Linked DNA regions of Mus musculus: all the other regions are linked to region 4. The links are chromatin contacts, called in public HiChIP or PLAC-seq maps. All regions are on one chromosome and are shown on one strand. Each heading gives the region's core, a stretch centred on a gene start, on an enhancer-like site or on the middle of the called end of the contact. The rest is flanking DNA. Distances are from core to core; before and after follow the strand shown.

The links. HiChIP or PLAC-seq counts read pairs in DNA pulled down with a chosen protein or histone mark.
Region 1: a CTCF HiChIP or PLAC-seq map of the NIH/3T3 cell line shows a contact between it and region 4, with 19 read pairs. The contact joins two enhancer-like sites. A contact is called at or near these places in 2 of 39 promoter capture datasets (maxillary cranial neural crest and second pharyngeal arch cranial neural crest), 2 of 15 datasets of contacts at CTCF or cohesin (both in the NIH/3T3 cell line), 13 of 484 Hi-C or Micro-C datasets (the 3T3-L1 cell line, 3T3-L1-derived adipocytes, the C2C12 cell line and 7 more) and 5 of 115 datasets of contacts at active chromatin or transcription factors (the NIH/3T3 cell line, embryonic fibroblasts, fibro-adipogenic progenitors and 2 more).
Region 2: a contact with region 4 is called in a CTCF HiChIP or PLAC-seq map of the NIH/3T3 cell line, with 10 read pairs. The contact joins two enhancer-like sites. A contact is called at or near these places in 1 of 15 datasets of contacts at CTCF or cohesin (the NIH/3T3 cell line) and 2 of 484 Hi-C or Micro-C datasets (cerebral cortex and nephron progenitors).
Region 3: a CTCF HiChIP or PLAC-seq map of the NIH/3T3 cell line shows a contact between it and region 4, with 8 read pairs. The contact joins two enhancer-like sites. A contact is called at or near these places in 4 of 39 promoter capture datasets (the HPC-7 cell line, frontonasal cranial neural crest, maxillary cranial neural crest and 1 more), 1 of 15 datasets of contacts at CTCF or cohesin (the NIH/3T3 cell line) and 2 of 484 Hi-C or Micro-C datasets (the 3T3-L1 cell line and 3T3-L1-derived adipocytes).

Annotation. Positions count from the first base shown.
Region 1 is chr1:163,557,469-163,564,052 of GRCm38.p6, reverse strand. The region is part of intron 1 of Gm32333 (a long non-coding RNA gene); the gene reads left to right. Among named protein-coding and RNA genes, the nearest start is that of Gm39689, 19 kb to the left of the region's middle. Within about 2 kb of position 2,857, at least 61 of the 459 cell types and tissues checked have an H3K27ac peak or open chromatin away from gene starts, as enhancers often do. A contact at or near this core is called in 3T3-L1-derived adipocytes, the C2C12 cell line, the NIH/3T3 cell line and 5 more, where this site is marked.
Region 2 is chr1:163,249,822-163,256,315 of GRCm38.p6, reverse strand. All of the region lies in intron 3 of Prrx1 (paired related homeobox 1), which reads left to right. Among named protein-coding and RNA genes, the nearest start is that of Gm20471, 27 kb to the left of the region's middle. Within about 2 kb of position 3,370, at least 29 of the 459 cell types and tissues checked have an H3K27ac peak or open chromatin away from gene starts, as enhancers often do. A contact at or near this core is called in the NIH/3T3 cell line, where this site is marked.
Region 3 is chr1:163,509,405-163,516,277 of GRCm38.p6, reverse strand. No RefSeq gene overlaps it. Among named protein-coding and RNA genes, the nearest start is that of Gm39689, 66 kb to the left of the region's middle. Within about 2 kb of position 3,262, at least 16 of the 459 cell types and tissues checked have an H3K27ac peak or open chromatin away from gene starts, as enhancers often do. A contact at or near this core is called in the NIH/3T3 cell line, where this site is marked.
Region 4 is chr1:163,377,533-163,384,462 of GRCm38.p6, reverse strand. No RefSeq gene overlaps it. Among named protein-coding and RNA genes, the nearest start is that of Gm24940, 21 kb to the left of the region's middle. Within about 2 kb of position 1,277, at least 114 of the 459 cell types and tissues checked have an H3K27ac peak or open chromatin away from gene starts, as enhancers often do. A contact at or near this core is called in 3T3-L1-derived adipocytes, the C2C12 cell line, the NIH/3T3 cell line and 5 more, where this site is marked.

The DNA.
Region 1 (6,584 bases), core at 1,608-4,107, 180 kb before region 4:
CTGTGGTTGCCTTGTCAGGACATCGTGTTCTATATGGGACAGTGAGTTTTCCATCCATCTTCCATTCCCAGCCTGAACACACAAGCAATCCCTGCACATTTCACATGAGTGTCTTGAAGGAATCCAGGGACATTTTTTCTTTATCCAGACTGAGATTTATTTTGGCAAGAGTTCTAAAGGCTGAAGTCTTGAGAGATTTGAGTTTTGTTAAATTATAGACATAATTTCAGTGAGGTTAAATAGCACAGGCAACAACTGGAGGGCCTTCCTCATCCTTCCTGCCCTTGGGACTCTAGTTCATCTTGCAAGGTCAGACTCTAGGGCTACCTTCTCAATGAAGCTTTCCCAAGTCATTGGATTGAAAGTGCCTTTGAATCTCCCTGAGGAGCTGTGGCCACAGAGCAAGCCAGGCAGATCTTTCTAGTGGGTAAACTTTAACAAGTTCACTAGCTTCTATAGCTGATCTCCTCAAATTGAAATACTGGTAATTCATCATAGACTTGAAATTTGCCAAAAAATTGCATTAAACATTTGCCCCACACAAAAATACGTCAACTAATAGATATATTGATAAACTAAATTTAAACATTCCACAGTGGGCATCAATATGAAAATATTATGGTGAAAGCTATCAATACCTACAATCTCGCCACTTTTTGAAGATTCATTTTTAATTACATGTGTATGGGGACAGGGCGGTAGTGGCAGTGCTTTGTGTATGAATACAGTGCCTATAGAGACCAGAAGAGGATGCTAGATCCCCTGGAGCTAGCCTTGCCAGCAGTTGTGAGCTACTTTACTCATGGTGGATGCTGGGAAGAGAAAAGATTCACTGTAAGAGCATAAAGTGCTCCTAAGCACTGATCTACTCCAGCCCCATCATTAAAATATTAAAGCAATAGTGGTAATAATAGGGGCTTACATTTGCTATGTGTTTATTGCCTTAACAACCATGAAAGATAAGACTGAATGTGAAATGATATGATGATTTATATCTCACTAAGTGATAAAGTTTTGAGAACACATGCATCGTGGCATGCATTGTGGCATACAAGCAGCAGTTGGTAAGTTCAGTATCCACCAGACTTAGAGAAACAGCTTGTTTGTTTAATTCTTACAATACTTTGTACATGTTGCCTCTGTGTGTGTGTGTGTGTGTGTGTGTGTGTGTGTGTGTTCATGTGTATGGTATTCATATGTGTCATAGGCTTGGGGTGTTCAGAGGACAACCTCAGGTATCATTCATCAGATACTTTTCAAGACAGAGTTCAAAAGAGAGAGAGATAGAAGGAGGGAAGGGAGACTATATTGCACTGGCCAACTTCTTTCTGTCTCCACATCTTTGACAACGAGATTACAATATTGCTCTACTGTGCCTGTATTTTTATTATTTCATTATTATTTACATGGGTACTGGGATCAAAATCAAGTCCTTGTGCTTACGAGGCATGTATTTTACCAACCGAGTATCTTCCCAGCTGCTGTGTGTTGCCTTCTGCTGTGATTTATGTTGTAAGATAACCCTGGTGAGATAATGCAGGGTTTGGCTTGTCTGGAGTGAGTCACATCTGGGGCCCTGCCCTTGAGAGCGTTATTTAATCTTTGAGCATTTCCTTCACTGGAAAGTGGAAGTAATAATGTTATTGTGAGGACTCATTGAACTGATAAATGAACATAATCCAAAATAATACTCTGGTGTGTGGTAGCTATGTTGATAATTCACCATGACTTAAAATTTTTATCACTTAGAGTTTGAAGTTTTCTTGTTCCTTTTTGGAGTTCAGTCTGTGGCCTTATCCTAATCTTGTGTGTTGCAAAACTTTTAAAAGTGAATCACAGGGCCACTTGCATTAGTGTTCTGACTGCTTGTCCAAAGGATCATTCCTGGCCAGTTGACCATGAGCTCCGGAAAACACTGGAGTTTTAAGACAATGAGAAGCACCAGATATCTGTTAATGAAATAAATAAACAGAGAGATATCAATCAACATGATGGAAAGAAAATATCAGCAGTAAGTTCAGCTTCAAAGGCCTCTAATCTTACTGGTCAGCAAAAGACTTTCATTGCCCAAATAGCTCTTGTCCAATTGATCCTTTAGTCCATGCCCTCAGACAACAAGACATAACATTTTGGACTTAACACTGTTTAATTAAAACTTCCTATGTTTTAAATCTTTGATTTTTTTGTGTCCTAGTTAAAACTTCAATGCTGAAGTGACTCTCTAGCTAGAGCCAGGTTTTGTCAACCTCTGAAATTCCTGGGAATGTTGGAGCCCAGCTGGGCACATAAGGGTCAGATCTGGCTGTAAGCATCACTTGAGGCCAACCTGAGACAACACTAGTGAAGGCGACTAGGAAACAAATATTGCTACAACTGATTTTTTAAGATGTCAAGAGAATTTAAATTGAGATAAAAATCTCTTTGTTCTTAGCATTCTCAGCATGAGAGGTGGCAGAGATCTTGAATCACAGGGACTATATGAATTGTACACACATATATTTTGCATTTATCCATGCCATTTTGTTTCGTTTTAAGGGCCATTTTAAAAAGTGTCCTTAAATAAAATATTATTTTCCTATAAATATGTCATAACAGCTCATCACAAGAACAGTATCCCTTTAAAAATAAAAGGGAGGGAAGGCACTGTAACGGTGTGGGCAGCACAGTTACAAATTGAATTCGCCTGGAGAGGTTGTTCTCCAGGTCAGAGGAATGTAAGCAACTCATTTCTAGTGAATGAAAAAGAAAGTCAACAGAAAGAGAGAATTCTTCTGCAACATAAAAGGAGAGGTTACAGTGCAAAACCCTGACTCCACCAGCGTCCATGGCATGTCTGGGTGAAGAGTCACACTCCCTGGGTAATTTCCATACCAAACATGCAACATTTTACAAGCCACAGCAAGGCTGGCAAGGGTAAGGCCAACCAACCAAGTGCAGGCCACTTTAAATTCTCCACCAGAAAATAGAGATGAGCACAGCTTCAAACTGAACGCTTTTTAAAAATAGAAAACCGCATATTTTACATTTCTGGTTGAATTAAATAATAAGGGGAGGAGAAACTGTTCACTGTACTGAATAGAATTGACCAGAAGGCAAAACTACAATGGTTTTTTTTGTTTTTGGTTTTTGGTTTTTTTTTTTAAATATCCAGAGCTAAAGTTCTTCCTCGGTCTCAGACTCTGAACTGTGGTGTGATTTTGACATTTTAGGCTTTAATTTCTTTGCTTTTAAATTGCAAAAGAGCTCAGGCCTGTTTTAAACAGTGGCTGTGAGGGTCACATGCTACAGTGACTTGGAAAACCTACTCAGAGCTAGTTATGCTCCAATACTTGCGCCAGCTTGGACACACAGGCTGTCACTTTTACTGGGATAAGTAACCCACGCTTATGACAATGATAATAACAGCAACAATAATAGTGAAAATATGGGAAATTAGGTTCTGTGGCGCTGGCAGAGAACTTAAAGCCAATATGGAAACCGAGGAATGTGTGAGTATTGCCAATTAAGCAGTAGGGAGTGTTTGATATCTGCTTGCTGGATATATCTTAAAGGAGATGGCACTTTGAGGCAAGTCTCATGTCAAGGAGAGGCTTCTGTGCCAGCAATAAATTAGAGTGCCATTACGCATTCAGATGCTAGAGCCAAAGACAACACATTTATCTGACTTCTTGTGTTAGGAATTAGGCTCGCGTGTTAACTCCTTTTTCTCCAAGGACTACAACACACCCAGTATGAAAATTTACATTTACACAGATGATACTGTGACAATAAGGGACCGGATGATGTTATTTTTCATTTACTGTTGGGTAAAGGAGGATCCAAAAAGCTAAACTTCTTTTTTTTTTTTTCTTCACAAATTCATACAACTGAACTGAATGCCCATTCTCTTAAGAGCCTTTCAGCTCTGCCCCTGTAAACCCACCTCCTTCACCTAGGCTTGAATGCACAGTAGCTGAGCTTCCTCCTCATTTCCTTTTCAAGAGTAATAATTCATACATTTAAACCAGACCCATGCTCTATTCTATCTCTGTCTCCCTGGGTGTGGGTTAGGGTGTTTTTCTTTTAGACTTCTAAGCAAATGTGTTGCAGGTGTGAGACGCATGCTGCGCAGTCCACTAGGCAGAGCCTTCAGGAGGCTCTGGGGAGCCACACCTTTGGGATTCTATTACAAGCAGGTGAACCAAGCTGTGATCAAATAGGAGATCTGAGGGAAAGGGGCCTGCGTTCCAGGAAGCAGCCTCAGTACCCAAGCAGGATGCCTCTCTGTGGGTGAAGGAAACTTGACCATCAGATCGATGGCTGTGCAGAGACCAAGCCCAGTCGGCGGGGATATTTTCTATATTAAGAATGCGTATTGGCATTTGAGGTGATGCACAACCAAGATGAAGCATTGAGGTTGAAGAATCATCTCGGTGGATTTTTGATAGAAAGACCATTTGTTTTAAATCACTGGACAAACAGAAAACCAGAGACTATAAGGAAATGATGATCCTCTATCAACAGAATATGTGGAACAGGACATACTAAGAAAAATAAGGTTTCCAGTTAGGGCTTTAGTCAAGTTGATCTTTTAAACATTACAAAACCTCTTGAAAATAGTATGCTAGGGAAGTGGAGAAAAATACAGCAAAGACTTCTATTAGAGAATGTCCATTACTCTGTTACACATAGTAATAAAATAACGGAGGCAAACTTAAGATTCAACAACATGAACATTTAAAATAGTTCAGTACGTAGTAATATAGTGAACTATTAGGCACACATTGAATAACAAATGTTTAAACAATATTAATGTCCTAAAATGTTTACAATATTGTGTTGTAAGAAAAAAAGGACGGGCATAAAATAGGTATATCATATGGATATAAAGCTATACATACAAATTTAATTATGAATAGAGAGAGATCAAAATTTGATATACCATAAAGGAAATTATACCCCATTTTCGGTGATACAGGTATGAGACCTTCCTATAGTCTACTTGCTTACATATTTTTAAATACTGTGCAAAACAATCTGCATCCTTTCAGTTATCTGATGGGATGTTGTTTGTAAAACGATGATGGTGCAACCCCACACAGAAAGATGGCCACCATGGCTGGAAGCCATTTCTCCCTCTTCTCACTAAAGCCTAATATGCAGAGTGCACCTGGACAGGGCAATTCTAAAGTGTCCGTATGCACCACCACCCCTGTGGCTACCTTGACTCAAACATACGTGGAATTCCCGGAGACCACACCATTCAGCTGGCCTCAGGAATGCACACGTCTGAACCATTTCCCTTCTGCCATGTGGGGAACATCCTTCCCATATATCCAGAGTTGTACGTAGTCCAAGGCCTGTCACTTCCAGTAAGTTAAAAAGAGAGAGAGAGAAGGAGTTACGTGATGGCATGTCTAGATGTGCAGATCCACCCTACGCCATCACTGCTCCCCGGCTCTCCTAAGGCACAAACCCCGTGACAACGTTTCTTTTTCCCAGTCAAAAATTTCATGTGTGTGTAAAAGGTATCTGTTTTGTCTGGCTTCCTTCCATGCTGCCCTTCCTCATTCAAATACATAGTAGAAAAAGAGAGCTATCAACCTTGCTTTACAACATTTTTACTCTATGGCTTGAGTTCGCTTTGTTGTTTTCTTCATCTTTGAATGTTCCCCTATAAAGAAGTGACCATTTGCACACACTAGAAGTGGGGAGGTGAATCACCACAACATTTTGGGAAAGGCACTTTCATCATAAAGGTTAAGCTTAACATCTCCACTCCAGTTGGATGGAGAAAAAAATACTTGTATGATTTTAAGGTGAGTCGGTAGTTTTTGCTTCTCTTAGGCACAGCTCATTGACCTACACAACTCCCAGAACTAATTACCCAGGGGAGAGAGCTGGAGCCTCAGTTAAGTGGCCACGGAGCCTGAGACTATACTTGGCACCAGGGCTTGGCATCGAAACGCCCCAAGAACAGACCAGTTACAGATTACTATAGGACAAGATAGATTCCTGCTCCACATTGCTCTTCACCCAACACTCGTCTTGTTGCCAAGAAGAGGATTATAAATCACTCACTAATCATCCTTCATATGTTTCCCAGATTGTAGTTCATTTTCTTGAACTTGGGCTCACTGCGCCCTGCTGGACTCTGTGATATTGAAACCAGGCTCATCTCCTTCACAGATCTACGATGCTTCTGTCTCTTCTGTGATGGTTTCCAATGCCAAATCTATGGCTCTTGCATTCTTTTTCAAAGCGCGTGGATCTTCAGTAGCCTGGCATCCTTTATTGCTTCTGTCCGCCTGGGTATAGCATAGGTGAATGCTCGCTTGCCTTCACTGGTTCTGCTTACTCCGCAGGCTGCAAATACAGCTCACACAGTGGCTAAGTGGCAAGACATTTCTAAAGCTTGTCAGACTCAGGCTGGAGCATTGTAGATAGATAGATGTAGACAGGTAGATGATGAGTTTGCCTCTCTTAGTACGTTTTCAAAGGGAAGTGGATGTGGCTGAGTATTCACAAAACATTAGCTTTGTATCTTCTGGAAAGTGTAATCACTCTCTTCCAGTTTTTATCTTTATTCTTTGCTCTCAGGCATC
Region 2 (6,494 bases), core at 2,121-4,620, 130 kb after region 4:
ATATTCTATAATATTTTAAGTAAGAGAAGGACTGTTTTCCCTACAACTATTGGTAGTCCATAGAGTCAGTGAACAGGAATATGGGTATAGTTCAGAGGTGGTGCATTAAGCTCTCTGGTTTGAATTTGCGTCTACCCGGGAAGTATTGCTCCTTTTTCTCCTTATGTCTTCTTTGGGATTTTTACCCCAAGCAATTAACCATCCAGATGGCTGCCATGTGGTCCCTACTCATGGAGCTGAACACAGCATACTGCACAAATGGAAATGAGATCCTTCCTGAACTAGCATCAAGTTAGGCAATCTGAACCAAAGAGACATGCCCCAGTGTGGGCATCTAGCAGAAACTAGTAACATGGGGGTTTGGTGTGCCTTTTGGGGAAATATTCTATTTTAATTGAAAAAAATATAGAAATTCTATTTTGAAAATCCACTCATAATCTCACCATCTTGACATTAGTTAGCTCATTTTATGATTAGAGTCCATTAGTTTATATAGGGATAGTCTTAGTGTATATATTATTTTGTATTATGCTCTTTTATCGTTTAAAACTGTGTAACTTAGTACTTTATACTAATTTCGTGGTATGCATTTATTTCTCTTATACACAATGTTTGTAAAAAAAGCCAATTGAAGCAATATAGAAGCTAATTGTTCATATTTTGTATGAAGAATAAAACTAATATCCAATATAAGTAAAAAAAGCAAAAGTTTAAGGCCACAATTTAATCAATGGTATGTTTCTTTGACCTATTGTTAACTGAAGTGTTTTTAATCTCATTAATTTCCAAAAGTGTCAAAGACTATTCTGTTACTTGGGGATGTTTCTGCTATGTTTAGAATCAAATATATTATGGTTTTACAGTTTGAAGCTTTCTAGGAAACATAACTGTTATTGAGGAAATATATATATATAAAAGCAAGAAATAATGAAAAGCAAAGGCGATGACAAACCTTGTTGTTTCTGTCAGTACCATCATGTCAAGCTAGTACCTCACATGAGATATTCATTAAAAGATCTTTCTCTTGGTCAACCTTTAGAGCACTCCTGTGTGATAGCTCTATTCTTGCTCTGGTTCAAAACAAGAGGAGACCAGACACTTCCCCCAAGTTTAAGTCTCCAGCAAGCAGAGTTGGAACAGTACTTTTGGGCCTGATTTCTACCCAAGTCACTGGGCTGCATGACCAGCCTATCCTATTCAAATTTAACATTGCATTGTATTGGAAAAGCCAAAATGTATAAGATTGGGAAACTATCTAAATTCTACCTCATGGCTCAAGCATTCTTTCTTGATCAGCAAAATTTGTCTAAAGCTGAGGTCTCTATCCTAGGGTGTGGCATCTTAAGGCAATGGCTTACATGGTTAGCTCATGAAACCAGGGACAGAGAGCAGACTCTTGTCAGAGAGAATGGTTTTCTGACTTCTATAGCTTGTCTCAGGAGAACAGGAAACCAAGTCATAAAAGCAGTTATTTGCCTATGGTCAGAATCATGGGCTGAAAAGTAACCTCTGTCCCCTTTGCTTTTGTTGGATGTCTTTGCTATTGAGTGGAAAGATCATATAACAGTTATATCATCTGGACTGGGAAGGTTTTGGAATGATACTAATGATTACATTAGGACGAAGGGTATAAACCAAGATTGTCTCAGGCAAACCAGGACATTTGGTTCACTCTAATTATAGCTCATCATGATGACATCACTCCTTCTCTTGAGCACATTAGATGATGACATCAGACAGGCAGCCAAGGTACTAGAGGAAGCAATGCACTTCTTAAAAAAAAAAAAAAAAAAAAAAAAAACCACTTTCCTGACAGAGGTTGTTATTATCTGTAGCTAATTGAGGCAACCATGTCTTTGGGACATAACCCCACTTCTTAGGTGAGAATCATTTTCTTTAAGTGATTTATGAGAATGGAAATGCACACCAACCCTAAAATGATCAAGACTCACTATCCGTACACTGTCATTGCCTCATGAGTAGTAAAAATCAACTAAATTTTATATAATTCTTTGAGATGAAGTTGCCAAGACACTTTTCCCTGGACATCGTAGTTCCTACAAGAGGTAGACAGTGAATGGCTTGGCTCTGTAGTACTGGTCAGGAGTGCCAATTGTAGAGGGAGGGCTGGACTTGCATAGTGGCAAGGGAAAGAGGCTGATTCCTCTTGTACAGTGCCCCTCCCCTCTGGTGGTCTTGGTCATGGTGCTGCTGACATCTGCTCAACGCATTTGGCTCATTTCTCCCTTTCACACTTTCAAAAATAGATCTTCGTCCCTCCCAAGATGTTGTTTACACGAGGGGCTTCATAACGGATTCTAACGGAAGACACTGAAAAGGTAACTTGTCAGATGGGCAGGAGGGTGGCTTCTGGGGTAGGGCTTAAGGGTGAATTAGGGTTTTCGTTCTTGTTTTTTTGTTGTTTTTTTAAAGAAACTGAGGAAAGGCATCCTAGAAATGTAAGCAGTGGAGGTCTCCATATGGGGAATTAGAAGTCAAGAATGTAAAAAAGCCTGCCCAACTGAGGGAGTGTAAGAGTTGGTAAAACAGCCTCCCTCAGACACAGCTACATTCAGGGATCACTGGGCTGAGCCTATGAAGACTCTGATCCAGTAAGTCTAGAGTGGAGTTGGAATTCTGCATCTCTCGGTTGCTCCACTGAAGTCATTCTCATGGGGATCCCATTTACAAACTTTGACTGGGGTGACTTCAGATATCAGAGTATGAGCCAGGGGTCTGACTATGTTATTATCCTGATTCTGTGGTTTCTCAGGCCAGTACCATAGTTGATTTATCTTGTAACTTAATATTTTAAAATAGAGCTAGGTATACCTTGCCTATTGTATGCCTCACAAGGGAGTTTGGAACCCAGGGATAAACAATGTAGTATGTATACTCAATACTGAGATCAGAGAAATGCAAAAGATCTGGTGGCAGTAGAGAGATATTTCTAGAAAGAAAAGTTAAACATTATAGAGGGATGGAACAGAACAAGCGATAGGAACCAAAGCCTTACCAATGAGAAGTGGTCCCATGTGTCCACTTCAAGAAAGCCAAGGCTACATTTTAAAACTCAGCTTCTGCATTTCAAGTAGAAGCAAGACATGATGATTTAAGTTGCACAGGCATGCCTCCAAAGGCTTCATGGAATCTCTCTTTAGAAGTAAGTTTTCCTAGGATGACTGAAAATTTTCTTAGATGACACACACATACCTCTATTGCTCTTGCCTTGACAAGACGACAAACCAAAGAGATGGCCTCTGACCTCTGTATTTCAGAATCCAGAAAACAGTGAAGCAGAGCCTGTGAGAGGCAGTCCTGAGGGGGTGGAAACCTGGATTCTAAGGACCATGCCCATGCTTCTCAGGCTGCCACAATCATGAGGATGCTTTAAGCTGCTTGTCATCCACAATCACGATGATGCCTTAAGCTGCTTGTCATCATTTATTCGAAAAGGCTGAACAAAAAATAGCATTAAAGATTGAGTCAGGCACTACGTTTTTCTCCCCAGTTGTTTTGTGATTTACAGGACTGACCCTATGGGTGATTAGAAAGCAAACCATTGAGAGTATTTGCTGTACTTCCTTGGTATTGGCGATCTTTCAGAGAAAGTTGAATTGGTCTTAAATGACTTGTCTCCGGAGGAAACAATCATCTAATCCTGCTGGTAGGGTTAGCACTCTGCTGGGTTGCATCTGCTTGGAATCTCCAAATAAGGAAGAGGGAGAACTTCATGCTTCCAGAAACGTGTCAGCTCTGCGAAGTCCCACTGCAGACTTGATGAGTCAGCAGATGGAAGACAAGCCTTTCGTTCACATCCCTAATGTGTCCATATGCTTTGTTTGGCAATGCAGCTTCTTGGTTACAAAGACCTTTGTTAAAAATTCAATAGAAATGGTACATTAGCCAATCTTTTAAACCTCAGTCCCAGGACTCAGCTCAGATGAGTTCCTGCATACAGGACTTGGATGTCTGTCTGTTCACCGGGCTCTTGGTGGTTGTCCTGTGTTTAGCTAATACACTTCACTAAGTACCTCTCTCTCTCTCTCTCTCTCTCTCTCTCTCTCTCTCTCTCTCTCTCTCTCTGTCTGTCTCTACTCTAGGAAGTTTCCTCTCACCCTCAACTCTAGGAAGTTTCATTCTGTGAAGCAACAAATAGTAATTTTACATTGACTGAATTGGCCCATGAATTGGTTGAAATCAATTAGTTACCTTTGTGGATGTCCTTCTGGTGGGAAGAGATTTTAGGATTCTTTTGTTTCCTAAAGCAGAAGTTTCCATGACCTAGAAAACAGGTGGTCATGAACAGTCTCTTGGATTGGCAGTCGTCCAAAGCTCTCCTGCATCTGTTGTCACTTAAGCAAGCAAGTCTTCCATATCCCAATGCCATGTTTAAAGCATGACTAAGCAACTCTTTAGACACCCAGTTAGTTACCCAGTAACACACCAGTAGTTAATTCTCTCTTTTCTGACTGGTAATGAGTCTTGTTTGTCATGGGTATGTCAAAAAGCTGCTGCTGGCTTGCCTATATTGCACATTTAGCTTGAGCTGTAAAGGTAGACCCATGCCAAACACCTGGAAGGAGGTATATAAAATGTCACTGAAAGTCTGACTTATGGGGCCATCTTAAATATTTATTAAGAGGTAGAGAATAGAGATGATGTCAGTTCTTTGTAACCTACATATTCAGCTACCGAATGCTATAATACATTAACACAATGGTTGGATGTTCATGACTTCCTTAAGCATCTATAAAGTGAAAGGGGTATTGCTTACCAAACCTCCCATGGAAGTGCAAACTTCACTTGTTAATGTAAACTGCTCTCCTAACTTCTGGCTTCATAACTTGAGGGACTCCATATAACATTGCCACCAAATCACTGCTAGAATGTTGCGGTCATCTCAGGAGTGCCACAGAATGTGGAAAGACACTGTTCTCTGCCATGCTTGTGCAGCCTGCCACTTGAATGCCTTGGTAAATATCCAATCTTCTCTGCAAGTACTACCCTAATTCTCATTCATTTGGTTTTGAGTGAGAAAATTGATCAATCCTTCTGACTATTCTGTCAACCTACTTAGACAGAAACACAGTATTTCTAAGAGATGTGTTACCATAGTAACTACCCCAGCTACAGCATCAGACAAGATAGATAGGAGACTATGAAGTAATTATAGCCAAAATGATGTACAGACAAAATGATGTATAGACAGAATTGATATCGATACTGTAGTAGACAATTTGGAAAGATAGTAACAACTTCAGAAAATGAACACATGCTCCCCAAAGTTCAAATCCCTCCTTCCAGTGAGGAAATGGAAGACTTTCAGTTATCAAAGAAAAGGTGGGTTTCTGTTAAGTAAGAGCCTGCTGCCCAGAATCTCAAAGAATGAGGACGCTCTCTTAGAAACCCGGGCCAAGTAAACACAAACTTACTCCATAACAAGCTATAGTTTACCACTGCCATTTTTTTCTTCTCTCATGATATTTAATAGCCTTGTATATTCAAAGGTCACTTAAATTTCTTCCCAGTATTTAACAAATAATACAGACATGTTCTAATGCCAACTTTTGCACCATTTGTTTAAAATGCTAATAGCCGTGGACCATATTTAGAACCTGATATTCTCACAGAGACTTGGTTTAGAAAGGCTAATTTTATTTTATAATAATCTGTGACTTTGGCACATTCTCCAAATCTGGTTCTCTCTTTTATTAGCCACTAAATTTTTGAATGTTTGGTATATCCTGGGAAGATGTGAACTGTAAATTTGAGGTTTGCATTTATTTCCTGTAGGATACTAGATAGAAGCACATTGTTCATCTAGAAAGTAAATGCTATCTATCTGGCTTTTGTCTGGTCTTAGTGGACTGTTCTTTCCATTCACTCATAATTCAAGCCTGCCTCAACCGAGGACTCTTCTGCCTCGTGGATGAATGGTGATAAAAACAATGTTTGTTCTATTAAGCTTTAATGTATTAATGCATTTTTAACTGTGAAAAGATGTTTTATCGATCCAAGAATATGCAATGATGATGCTCTTGTATTCCACAGCCTTCTGGCTTTGTTTCTTCCACTAAGATAATTAATTTTACAGAAAGCACTAGTTCTCAAGAATAAATGAATTATTTTTTCGAAATCACTACAGTAGGGTTATAGACATCAGAGGCACTGAACAGAGGTCAGTTTAATAATTCTATATCTGGCTATGACTATTTACTTACCAAATGGTTTATTGAAAGCCAAATGTGTGGCTGGATGAAGTGTCAGCTCACCTGAAGATATAGTGGAGAAGAAAGAAAATGTGGTGACCCCTTGCAGCTAGTAGGGGACAGTGACAGCTACTGAACAAGTCAGAAATTAAAAGTGAAAGAAGTGAGTAAGGCAAAAATGGAAGATGCTGCAGGTGAACCTTGTCTGGGAGAGGGAGGCTTAAGACCGGCTACTCAGAAATCCAGCTACTCAGAAATGATCAATAAGAATAACAGCTAGAA
Region 3 (6,873 bases), core at 2,013-4,512, 130 kb before region 4:
AGTTCCAATTCCTGGCATCCTTGTTTTTATTAAAAAAATGAACCAAACCAACCAACCAACCAAACAAACAAAATAAAAACAAACTAGTTATGGATGCACATGTCCTAATTTGAGTGCTGAAGGGCATGGACAGGCAGATCCTGGACAGCCAGCCGAGACCAAACAGCGAGTTTCAGATGCAAAATATTCTCTTCTTCAGAAAATAAGGTGGACAATAATATACCAGGACACCTGAATTCATCCCTTATCTCCTGTAAGCATGTGTACAGACATGTGCACACACTGGCATAACACACACACAAAGAAGTGGTGTTATTTTATGCTGTGGTAAGGATTATTTACCCTCTTACATACCTTTCATCTCCTGCTTTTGAACAGAAAAGATCTCTAAGATAGGCCTTCTTCATATTTACACCCCTGCCTCCATGAAGGCTTCCTTCCCCAAAACAACATCAAGTACAGAGGAGGCTTTCAGCCCATATTCCTGTACATCTAGTCATTTCAGCTCTGGGTGGGAGAGATTTCATTTGTTATCCTAGAAGAAGTAATGGCTTAAAGTCTCACAGAAATGTTTAACTTCTATAGTTGAGTTGAAACTGAAAATAATTAAGAGCCCAAACACAATCTTAAGCTAGATTGGAGTGGTTTAAGGAATGAAAACACACATTAGAAAGTTACATTCCTGATCACATCATGCATGCTTATAAGCACTGTGCCTAGATCATCCCACTGAAGGCAACTGCCTGTCAGTCACCGTACAGAGATCCTCTGAGGAAGTTTGTTAAAGCTCTCAAGTCCAGGAACTCCATTGCAGACTCTTCAGATTTTTTTTGAAACTCTCTGCAAGTGTGTCTTTCTAAGTTCCTAACGGGTTCCACATCACTTGAAGTTCACCAGCATCCCTTTCTAAATGCATAATGTCATCCCTTTCTAAATGCATAATGTTCAGCATGTTTGAAGAAAATCACTCCCCATGCACATGAGGGGGAAATAGTTGCCTTAAGAGACAAGATATTTATCTCAGTGATGTTGCTGCTTCCTGGTCCAAAAGTATTTTGGGAAGTGGTCCTTGTGTGCTGCTGCTGGGGCCTCTAGCACATTATTTGGTATTTGCTCAGTTGTGCAAAGCTTCACTTTGAGGGTGGATTTGTGTGTTAGCAGCTGTCACAACCACTTAGAAGCACTCCTGGTGACAGAGGCAAATGACCAAGCAGGGGAACGTGGTTTGGGGTCTTAAACAGAGTGTGATTATGAAAGGAATTAAGCTAGTTTTCTTGGATGCCTCTCAAAAGGATGAGTGAAGAATAATGAAACATATGGGCACTTTCACAAACATGGTATTTGGTCACAATAAAAATTATTAAAATCCTCTATTTGGCCCATGGAAACAAGTATTTTAAATTTTCTGTTTTCTAACATTCCTGAAAACATATTTACGTCTGGCTCTTGTACAAGAATCATGTATGCATGGACATTAATTCGACATGATGTCTCACACACATTTCATCCATACTGTTGACTTTTTAGAACAGACATTTTCAGGTGAAGATTATGAAGTTTTAAGGCTATTCAGTGAAGAGAGCTAGAGAGCTAGAGGCCAGACTAGAAGGGGCCTTGTAGACTGCATCCCCACATTTTGAATAACACTTTCTTTGGCTATTGTTGTTTCATCAGATATAAATCCATTGTTTAAAAAGCTTTGTCTTTGTACTAATTGCTGTTGCAACTCCAGGTTCCTGCTTTGGCATCAGATCCCTTTGGGTGTTGGAACCATGGTGGCTCCACCAGGCAGATATTTGAACATCTGAGTCCAGATGCACCTTTTCCTGGCACAGAGAAGAGAGCATGGACCAGTCATCACCAAGCCAGCTTGCCATTTGTCAGACTGAGGGATTAAGATCCTTTTGGGTTTCTAAACAAGATTATAAAAGTAGTGCCAGTGTTACAAAAATGATTTTAAAAATTCAATGATGTTTTCTCCTAATTAAAATGAATGCTAAGAGGCAGGAGAGGCTGCTAGGTAGTAAAGATCACTGGCTGCTCTCCCAGAGAGGACCCAGGTTCCAATTCTTGCACTGTCATGGCTGCTAACCAGTTTATTCTAGTTTCTAGGGGATGGAATGTCTTTCTCTGGCCTCCACAGGCATTGTAGACTCATGGTGCACAGACTCACATGCAGGGAAACTCCAATACATACAGAATAAAAATAAACAAACAGTTTAAAATTAATTTAAAGAAGTATGTGTATGTGTGTGAGTATGTGTATTTGTGGTTGTCTGTGTTGGGGTGTGCTAACGGTGGCCTGAAGTTGATCTTCAGTATCTTTCTTCATTGCTCACTTCATTTATGAAAGCACAGTCTTATCCTAAATACAGATTTAAGCTTGCTTGCTTGCTAGCCAGCTTTCCTGTGGGTTTCCTGTCTACCTCCCCAGTGCTGGGATTGCAAGCATCCTGCAGCTTGCCCAACTTTTTACATGGTTCCTGGAGACCCAAATTCAGGACCCTACCACTTGTGTAGCAGATCTTTCTCCATTCAGTCGTCATCCCAAGCCCAATTCTGTAACCATTACTAGAAGTAACATAAATTTTCCAAGCCTTAAATTTATCCTCTATAAAGTGATTGTAATATTGAGATTGGTGACAAGGTCATTATTTCCATTATCATTGTGTGGAATGATAAAAATGTCAGCTACTGTTACTGTAATATAAAACAGTGAAGTTAAAATTGATATATGTGTTAGAATAATAGCAGCTATAATAGTATTTTCTTTTTTAACTGACTGATGAGGATGTCTTTAATCACAGCATACAGGAAGATTATAAATTCAATACCATGTTCTTGTCTCAAAAAACAAAACAAAACAAAACAAAACAAAACACAAAAAAAATCCCCCAAAACAAAACAGACAACACAGCCTTAATCTTAGTATTCAGAAAGCAAAGGAATTTGAATCTCTGTGAGTTCGAGGTCAATTTGTTCTACATAGTGAGACTCTATCTCAAAAAAAACCAAAGAACCAAATAAATAAATAAATAAATTACAAAACAAACAAACAAAACACCTTATTGATGAGATGGGAAGATCCTTTAACTAATAATCTGACTCTGCACAGACAAGCAGAGTAGGCAAACTGACAAATTCTCAGTTTCTGAGTAATCACTAACATATTCTTTTAGTTTAAATAAACATTATTAAGAGCATGGGTCACTGTACTGAGTCCAACTTTCTGATTAAAATTTGCTCATACACTAGAAAGTCAGACTTGCTAAGACTTTAGTCAGAACTTTCCCACTAGGGAAAAAACAGTCAAGTAATTAAAGTCTAACCTTATGTGTTAAACAATATTTGCAAGAGTCAAGGATTGCTCATTGTATTCAGAACTAATAAAAATAACCCAGGATACAGAAAGATAACACAGGCATTCTGTATTCTAAGCCAGGGACACTTTTTAAACTCCAAATTTGAAGGTCAAATATAGTTTAGTAAGCTTCTTGTTTCAGTTTTGTTTTTTTTTCTATTCTTTTTCCTTTCTCTTTTGCTTGCTTGCTTGCTTTCTTCCTTCCTTCCTTCCTTCCTTCCTTCCTTCCTTCCTTCCTTCCTTCCTTCCTTTCTCCTTCCTTCCTTCCCTTCCTCCCTCCCTCCTTCCCTCCTTTTTTCTTTCCCTTCCTCCCTGCCTTTCTCCCTCCCTCCCCCTCTCTCTCTTTCTTTCTCTCTCTCTTTCTTTCTTTCTTTCTTTCTTTCTTTCTTTCTTTCTTTCTTTCTTTCTTCCTTCCTTCCTTCCTTCCTTCCTTCCTCCTCCTTTCATTCCTTTTCCCTGTCATCCCTTTATCCTTATCTTCTTCTCTCTGTTTTTTAAACCTGCATATTTCTTGGCTCTTACTATATAAAGCATAGAAAAAATAAGACCAAAAAAACCTAACTGCCAAACTATTCTGAATTAGGTGACTCTCAAGGGTACTTCTTGTCACACAGGAAGTACCAGAGATTTCATGAAATATCCAATACTAATTGTATTTTGCAGACTCTAGAGATTTGCATCTGGATACACATCTGCATTTTCTGGGTGCTGGGCCAAACTGAAACGCTCACTGTATCCATTGCTAATAAACATGTCATCAGATCCTTTGCTCTCACATCTGTTGTGAAAAATGTTATCTTTCCTGGAGTGTATTTATTTTGTCTTTAATAGCAGCTTTCATAGGTTTCAAAATAAAGATTTGCCTTCACTTAAATTCAATAGCATATGCAGGAAAGTGTCTCACAAGAGTGATGAGATAAATTAAAGATGCAGATTGTATCTGAGGTCTTAGGAAATCAGTATAAGGAAAACCAATGACTCTTAGAGAAGCCGTGCCTCTTGTCTCAGCCATTGCCCTTGGAACAACTTGCTTCTTCAAGACAGCCTATGCATCATAGGAATTCAACGGGATGCTTTAAAAATCTATTCTCAATTGTTTCATTACTAAGGCTGTCTTCAGTCAAGCCAATAACTTCCTCTCTCAGGACACCAGGCTCACAGCACACTCCCTTCTGGTTGGGTATTGCCCAGTATACAGGTCCTACCTGGTTCTCATTGATATTTGGGCTCTTAGAAAATTAACTGAGACTTTGCTCAGTAAAATGATTTACAACTATATTTATATATTATCATATAAATGGCAACTACCATTCCGGTCCTGTGAAATTATTTCATAGTCAAGAACATTGATTTCAAAGAAGCATCTATTCTTGCCTCTCCATGTCCGTACTCTCCCTCACTAAAACTCAAACATCTCAAACTATTTAACCCACAAAAAAAAATGTAATTTCTATCTCACACAGGATACAACTTGTTTGTTCAAGACATCCCATGCACCACAGGAATTCAACAGAATGTTTTTAAAATTGCATATAGAGAATATGCATATTAAGACTCACTGTTGTGTAGTTGTGGTAGTTTGGATAAGAATAGCCCCATAGGCTTATATATTTGAATGTTTAGTCACCAGGGAGTGGTACTATTTGAAAAAAAAAAATGATTAAGAGGTGTGGCCTCTTTGGAGGAAGTGTGTCACTGGCAGTGACCTTTGAGATTTCAAAAGCCCATACCAGGCACAGTCTCTCTCTCTGTCTCTCTGTTTCTATGTGTCTGTGTCTCTGTGTCTCTCTCTCTCTGTCTCCCTCTCTCTGTCTCCCTCTCTCTGTCTCCCTCTCTGACCATGGATCAGGATGTAGCTCTCAGCTACTGCTCTAAGCATCATACCTGCTTGCTGGCTGCTATGATCATGGACTAAAGCTCTGAAACTGTAAGCAGGGCTCTAATTCAATGCTTTCTTTTATAAGTGTTGCCTTGGTCATGGTGTCTCCTCACAACAGTAGAACAGTAACTAAGACAGAAGTTAAAGAAGCAAGTGTACGCAATTGTGATTGGAATGGTCAAGGGTATACATGCATCGTCTTCAGACACTTTCGATATTATGAGTGTTTTAAACTTGCATTCGACCCTCTGACATCTAAAGCTCCCTTCTGCCTAACTTTCCAGTAGCCACTCTGTTATCATCAAGGAGGGGATGAAACAAATCCCCTTGTTCTGTATCCCTGACCCTTCGCCACCCAAACCAAAACAGCAATCTGTACAAGGTGCTTCTCTCTCTGGAAGGCAGTGATGGGGGAAGCATTGGTGATTTTCAAGGGCAAAACTAAATTTTGGGAGGACTAAACTGTTCCTTATTTTGTAATATTTATCTTCCTTAACTCTTCACTATTCTGAGGCCAGATACTTTGCAGGCTGGGCTTCAGGCAATGAACTCTTGCTGTTTAACAGCAGGCTGGGTCAGAACAGAGGTGTGCTAAATAAACAGGTGATTAGTCTGGCCCTTTGTTCTTTTCTCTCAGTCCCCTTGCTGATCCAGCAAAAGGCTTGGAGTTCATTAACTCCTTAAGAGCCAGGTAAAGAATGTCATACATGCAGAAAGAAAATCTTTTTCTCAGGCAATACGCAAAGACACACATACATTTATACACGCACATTCTGGTCTCATCAACTTCACAAGTATTCATGCATACTTACATACACACACCTATACTCACATTTGCATGTTTATGCATATAAACAAACAGGCATATATACATTTGGATGGATGGGGCAGAGCCCCAGATGCCCCATTCTATTTCCTCTCTGGCTTTTTTTATACCTTCTTAGACAAAAGTTCTTTAGAAAATTAGCTCATAAACAAAATATTACATAAAAGGGAAGTTATAGAAGTAAGATGACATTAAGTTCAAAGCAGTGCTTCATTCTGTAAGCTCATTATAAGTTCAAAACAGCAGTTTCCCATGGCCTTGCTTTATCATAGTGCACACCTGTGGCTTCATCCTTGTATCTGACCTAGAATGAATGGTTTTCCTTTATCATAACTTTGTCCCAAGCCTATTTCTCTTTTTAGTGTAATTGTGAAAGGCCATTGTTTTCCTTACTATGCAGTTTTCCTTACTAGTGTATGAAGAGTGGGCACATTCTATTCTTGATTCTAATTTTATTATATGTTCCTGGCAAAACAACTAAAATCATCTCTTAAAAATTTTCTTTCTAAAACTATGTGAATCAAGTCATGAATTCTATAAAATCAATTCATTTAAATAGCATTAATTCATGAAAGTTCATTTTTATGATGATCTGCAGGCAATCTGCCCAGTAGGGTGGACGGATGCCCAGGAATCATTAAACTATTTAATAGTGATAGGTAAAGGCATATGGACTGCAAGAAACAATCTTGAGATGAAGTCTCTTGGGACTTTGCATTTTAGAGCTCAACCATCATAAGCCAAGGAAAAAAACATGGTGGGTCACCTTCAGGAAAGTCACCTGCTAGCCTTTTCTATATGACTCCT
Region 4 (6,930 bases), core at 28-2,527:
AATGGGTGAGAACTGGAGGGTCCTGATGTGAGGACCATGTGCACTGACTTCCCCAGGATAGCCCTGGAACACATCCTTTAAACTGTGCCTCGTCAGCTTCGGTCGATTAAAACAAGTCCATTTTTGTGAAGGGAATTAGGCCCAAATTACTAACCATCATCCTGCTTGTCCCTGTTAGCAGGTAGTGTTTACCAGAGAGTTGTAAACTGCACTTACTGAAGAGCACAATCCTGTTTTGAATTTGAATTTAAAGAGTTCTTTTAAAACTCGATTCCCTGTAACTGTTTCTGTTTGTTTGTCTGTTTTAAACGGGCTGTTTCTATGGGCTTCAGAGAAGCAGAGTTCCTGTAAGGATGGTTCTTGTGTTGAAAATAACCTTTTTTTTTTTTTTTTTTTTTCTCAAAAATTTCACCTCTGCATAATTTTGCTGAATTACAGTGCTTACAGGTGGCAAATCTGTTCTCAGGAGAGCACAGCTGATTTGCAAGTCATGATAAAGATCTCTGATTGCGATTAAGGGAGCAGACTTCATTGCTTGATGGGCATTTGACTTACAGAGTAGAAACTCAGCTCTAAAGCCCTCTTCTTTGTTTGGAGTTAGCAATGTAGTACTCTGCAGGAGCTTATCTAACTGCTCAGCCACTTCCTCTTTCATAGTATTGGCCCAGAACTGACTCAAGTTATTCTGACCCAGCCCATTCCCAGTGACCTTTAGAAATGATGTTTGAGGTTTTGTATTTCTAAGGAGCCAAGTCAGCATTTTAAAAAGCCCTGATAGATATAACTCAGTCTGCTAGCTGCGACCCGAGGCCAAGCTGGTCCAGGGTAATTATCCCTCCTCTCAGCATAGATCTACCCCAGGCCTGACTTGTGCTGTTCTCTGGAGAGATGGGGTGGAGTGTGCGGGGGCCCCAGGCTACCTTCACCGTAATGTTAGAGTACTTTTGCAAGATCCTAATCCCAAGCAGCTGTCTCCAAAATGCAATGTCATCTCTGCAGTGGATCAAGCAGCTGCATGTAACAACTCATACAGATGTGTATGGTCTGTGCCCCTCTTCACTAAGCTTATGGTCTAATTAACAGAATATGATTAACATCTTATACTCCGATGCACAGTATCTTTAAGGAAAGCAAAGTAAGTGGCTAGAATATTAAACATGGATAATTCTACTTTTAGATATTCCATCCAGTTGTTTGGGCGTTGTGACTAAGAACTACTACATTATTTTACTTGACTTTTACCACTAAAAACAAAATATCCATGTTAAACAATGAGTCAGATTGGAAGATTTTTTTTTTCAGTCTCGTTACCAAAGTAAGAGTACAAAGAAGTGGGGGTAGGTAGGTATCATGTATTGAAAGTTAGACAATCCACTAGGGTAGCCAGTACAAATCCTCATCAACTACTGGAAGAAATAAAGACACTGTTATGATAAAATGTTGAAGGTATCTTCCTGGAAGGGAAATAATAACAGGAGTGTAGGAGCTCAGTACAGTTGTCAAACCAAGGGGCAGTAATGGCGTAAGCCAGGACAAGCTAGCAAGGGGCAGTAATGGCGTAAGCCAGGACAAGCTAGCAAGGGGCAGTAATGGCGTAAGCCAGGACAAGCTAGCAAGGGGCAGTAATGGCGTAAGCCAGGACAAGCTAGCAAGGGGCAGTAATGGCGTAAGCCAGGACAAGCTAGCAAGGGGCAGTAATGGCGTAAGCCAGGACAAGCTAGCAATGGAACCATGAGAAGTGAAGGTGAGTCAACACTAGGCCTGTTGGGAGATCACGTCAGAAAGTTCTCTCCAAGCCAAATGACTCCAGGAACCTAAAATAGACACAGAATTAAGCAATAAGATGTGACAGGGGTAACATTGCTCAGAGATTGTAGGATGCCTAAGGGGTACGTCACTAGGCCAAAGGTTCATCCTATAAGGGATGAAATGATCTTTTGAGGTCTGGTGCCATTACAAGGAGAAGAAGGAAATGAGTAACCGGAGTTAGAAAAGTCATTCTGTGAGCTTCAGAGATTGGGTAATAAGGCCATGTGTACAGTCCGTGTGGCTGTTGGTTTCATCCAGCTTTCTGAGGCTACACCAGAGGCTTCGCTTAGAAACTTATTTACTTAGCCAAGCAAAGACAAAGCAATTCAGTCGCAAACTTGAAAATCTATACAGTCTGTCAGGTTTATGATTCGTTGTTAGGGCTTGGGCTTTATTGCTGGGAGGTGCTGAGGAACACACGAGTCATTTTCCATATGTTGGCTTGCTTACTTCATGTCCCTCCAATCAGATGGGGCCTTAGTGCCACCGAGATCTGCTTTAGACTAAGACTAAGCTTTCTCTGCCCTACCTCTGTGCTACCCAGAGAAGACAGGAAGGCCCCTGGATCAAGTGGCTAACCAAACTCGCCCCCCCCCCCATGTTGGGGACAGGTCTGTCCAAGGTAAGAGGTGAGATACTCAGTAACTGTAAGGTGGAGAAAGAAAGTTCCAACTGAAGGGAGCTCTGGAATGTCTTCAGATGGAAGCTGGAAGCTGACAATTCTTCTCCCACAGTCCTGAGTCCTCCCAGTTCAGAAGATGATAAAAGTGTGGCTGAAATGAGTTTCTGTGTGCCTTAATGTCTTGAGGTCCAGGGCAAAGCCATGTCCTAAACCTGTCAGAGCAAGCAGTGGCTTTTCTGGGCTCAGAGCCTTTTCAGGTGACGGGTTTTCACTTTTAAAATCAGTTTGTAGGAAAAGAACGGAGGGCAATGTAGGGAAATCCAAATGTCCCATCTAAGGCTTCAGTGACGTGGGTTGGGAGAGTGGTGAGGGAGAGGGATGTTTGGACAGTCCCACCAGGTAGCTCTGGCTGGCCTAAAACTTGCTTCCTCTACCAGGCTAGCCATGAATTTGGTCTGCCTGCCTCAACCTTCCAATCACTGGGATTCCAAGCAAGAGCCAGCACACTGGGCCACTCTTCTGGAATTTTAATCTATGACATAAGCTAGCAGTAGACAGGTGAACAGGAAATACAAAATCTACCAACATGTAGACATACAGGAGATAGCGTGACACCCAAGAGGACAGGTAGTTGATGGTGGGGTACTTTTACAGAGAAGGGAGAGTGGAGTGTAGGTAATTTCAGAAGGCAAGCAAATCATTTTGTAAAACTAATAGAAGAGCCAACAATGGCTTGGAAAGAGGCTCCTCTGTATTCTACATGATGTTAGACTTTCATTCTTCCTGTAATATGAAGTTGGCAATGAAATTCTAGAAAGGACATTACAGCCATTTGTGTTCCTCTTTGGATGGAATTTGATCGGGTAGATAAGAAGGAAAAAAGCCTCTCCCAGTGCTTGATAGAGGAGGTAAATAAAGAGGCAGACTAGAAGCTTTGACTCTGAGGCAGCTTGTAGGGGTCCAGAGCTTGTCAAGACATCAAATTTCTGTGACCCTGTTCTTGAAGAAACTTTGAAATCAAGGGTCACTCCATCGTATCTGGAGAAGTATTTGGTGCAGATAGACTTGCAGGTTCAACAAGCTCAAATGACTGCTCCAAGTGAATTCAAGCTGCTTTGACAGAATTGCATTGGTTTTGAGCCAGGATCTTGCTGGGTATCCCAAGCTTTCCTAGGATTCTCCCAATTTCACCAGTTTTGAACTTAGGTTGTCCCCCAGCTCCAGCCTGATTGTTATCTGCCCAGGCTAGTATCTGAAACCACCAGTCCCTGTTACCCAATCCTTGGGAATACTGTTATCATACTTGCCATAACTGTGGCATTCCTCCAGCTCTGCTGTCTGTTAGCCACCCCTATATCCGAGGGTCATAGAGAATTTTAGGCTTAGCTCCCTCACCCCCCCCCCCCCACCCAAGGTCACCTCAGCCCTTTTAGTCTGTATATACTAGGCAGTTTCTCTGGCCATAATACCTACTACAACGATTTCTAAGACTTGCTACCTTCTGGAACCCAACTAAGAAATACACTAAGAAATAATTGACTTAATACTTTAAAACCCAATACTCCAAAGCCTAGGAAGAGGAAGGGTAAAAGAGCCCTGGAGATCCCTGGAGACCACATGGCTTCTAACCCTCTGGCTTTGCCTTAAAATTGCCTCTTGTATCCCAGCCAGGGGAATTTTTATCTTACGTGGGCAGGGGAAAAAGAAATTGGCTCAAATGGATCAAATAGTCGTCCAAATCTTTTTTGTCTGAAGCCCGAAGCTGAGCTTTTTAAACTCCAAAGCCAAGAATTTGTCTCTTTTGTTCTCTGACTCTGCTGTGACAACACTCCCTTGAGGCACAGAATGACTCATGGTCTAACTGCCCAGATTTTTTTTTGGGGGGGGGGGGAGTAAAGAGTAACAGGAAATCACGGGGAAAACACATTGGTTAATACATCAAAATATTAGCCTGCTATGCTGCCATTTCTCTTCTCTTTCCCATTCTCTGCTAAACAGAGACAAACCTGCATTCCTTGCTTGCATTGTGTAGTAGATAGGTTTCCTTGGAAGTGACCAATAGGAATCAGTTCTATTTCCCCTTCTTGGGGAACTGAAATGCAGGCACTAGGGGAAGAGATGGGAGAGACTGGAGTACCAGACAGACTTCCAGTTGGAGAAAACACTAATGATAAGAAATATCTTTAAAAGCTGAACTTTCTCTGGTCTCCATTCATCTCCCAAATGTTGACTATCTGTTCCTGCTTACTGCTGTTCACTTCTTTCTGGAAAGGGACTAAGTTGTGGTCCTCTGGACTTGGCTGACACTGAAATCTTAGGCTATGGTATCTGACTTCCAAGGGGAGAGCTTCTGAATGGGCCAGTGTGGCGAGGGGGCATCAACTGAGTCTGAAAAGACAAACCCTCACGATCCAAAGTGTCTGTGAAGTATCTACTGCCTCCGGAGGAGCAGACAAAGCTTTGGAAAGTGGAGACTAGGTAGACAAGCTCTTGGCTGTCTGTTTCACCATTTCCATCCACCTTACAAAACAAACTTGCTGCGGTTAATGCACACCTACCCTGCAGGAGCTGTGCTCCCTACCTTCTATTGAGTTATTGTCATGTCTGGTCCAACGGACTGTCATCAAGTTGTGTGCATGACTTTAGTTCCTCTTTCTCACAAGGGCAAACAGAGTCTTGCAGAATTGAAATTACAAAAAAGCATTGAGTTATTAGATGAATCAATGGACAAGGATTGAAGGAAAGATTTCATTAAATTAGTAAGTTCAAGCAATTGTTGGCCTCTAAAAAAGGAAAGAGGTACCTAGTATTTTTGCCACTTTAAGCATTGTTGGGGCAAAGTGTCTGGTTGAAGCAATCTTGTTAATTTTGGCTCCCAGTTGGAGGGTACAAGGCTGTGTGTCTCATGGTGTGTGAAGTCATGGCTGCAGGAGCTTAAGACAGCTAGCTGGTCATTGCATTCCAAAGCCAGGATCAGAGAGCAAGAAGTAGAAGACCAGTGTTCTGCTCAGGTTCTCCTTCTGAATTAATTGGAGACCTTAGCGCACAGGAGGATGCAGTCATGATAACTCTTCACTGGAAAGCTCATAGGCTTGTCTCCTAGTTGATTCTAGAGCCCGTCAGATTGCCAATACAGACACACTTGGTGTTATGTTCCCAGAAAAATCTACACCTATGTTAAGGAGTTTACAGCCTGGTGAAAACCAAAATGACCCTGGCTCTTTATTCTCTTCAGTAGCTATTTAGCCATATCTGGCCTATTATTTTTTTCTTTCAATTATCAGGTAAGACATTTTAAATGTACTAATTGAGCAGATAATTAGCTTCCACCAAACCCAAAATAGCACCCAGAAAAAATGTAGCAGAGAGATGTCCTCCCTGCCTTGTTATAACCTGCTGTCCCTACCAATCTATCTGGTAAAGACATTGGTTTATGATTTTCTCTTTTTCTGTGACTATAAAATTTTATGTAACTGCCCCCACATCAAAACATATTCAGGACAGGATGAATCCTGTTTCTATGGTATGGTCACTCATATTTTGCTCAGAATAAATAATCCCTTAATCTGAGTTGAAACAGGAGTACTGTCTAGGCTAGCCTGAGCTACATAGTGTGTCTCATAAAAAAACAAACAAAAATAATAAAAATAATAAAAGGAGAAGAGGTACATAGTAGCTATGATTTAGGGGGAAAGAATCTATGTTTGTATATGTATATGTGAATTTTCTATGGGCAGGGAAAGGGTTAAGTGGTTTGCACTTTGTTCATGGGCTTCTGACATGATATAAAACACTACGATTTGGGCTTTTCCATTTTAGGTGACATAGTTTAAGTTGATGAATATTTTGATTTGTGCCAGTCTCGGGCGGTTTTAAATGCTATCCCTGCAGGAGTCAAGAAGTCCGGCCATAATCACAACAATATGCTTGTCAGTCAAAGGCACCGGAAGAATGTTTAGGTGCAAAGAAAGCATTTTTTCCCCTGAAAGGAAACAGGGCAATTGAAATCACCTACTTTTCAAGACGTTGAAGTCAAAACTGTTACCAGTTTCATGGTGTGAAAATCCAGGTCTCAGCACCCTCCTAGTTAGACTCCAGTATGTCCTGGGGCTATCTATCTCAAAAAAAAAAAAAAAGTTGCAGTCTGAAGTTCAGAAGAAATTAGACTAAAGGAAAGCACAGCGATCAAGGTTGATTTCTCCGTCATTATTTGCAGGTCAGTATTTCAGCAGGGAATGCATAATGATTACCCCCTAACCCCAGTCTCTGCAGCCAGTGCACCTTTGGGATGGATTTGCATTGCAAGCTAAATCAGAGAATCCCTGTAATTACACAAAGATCTGGGCAGAAGAAAGGGATCCCTTCCCCCCCCCCCCGCCCCCATCCCACCCTCCTGAGCAGATTGAGCAAAGAATGCTTGGTGGAGTTGACCTAAAGGTTAGGACATAGGAACTGTTAGCATTACAAAAAATTTAAAAATTTAAAAATCCACATAGAAT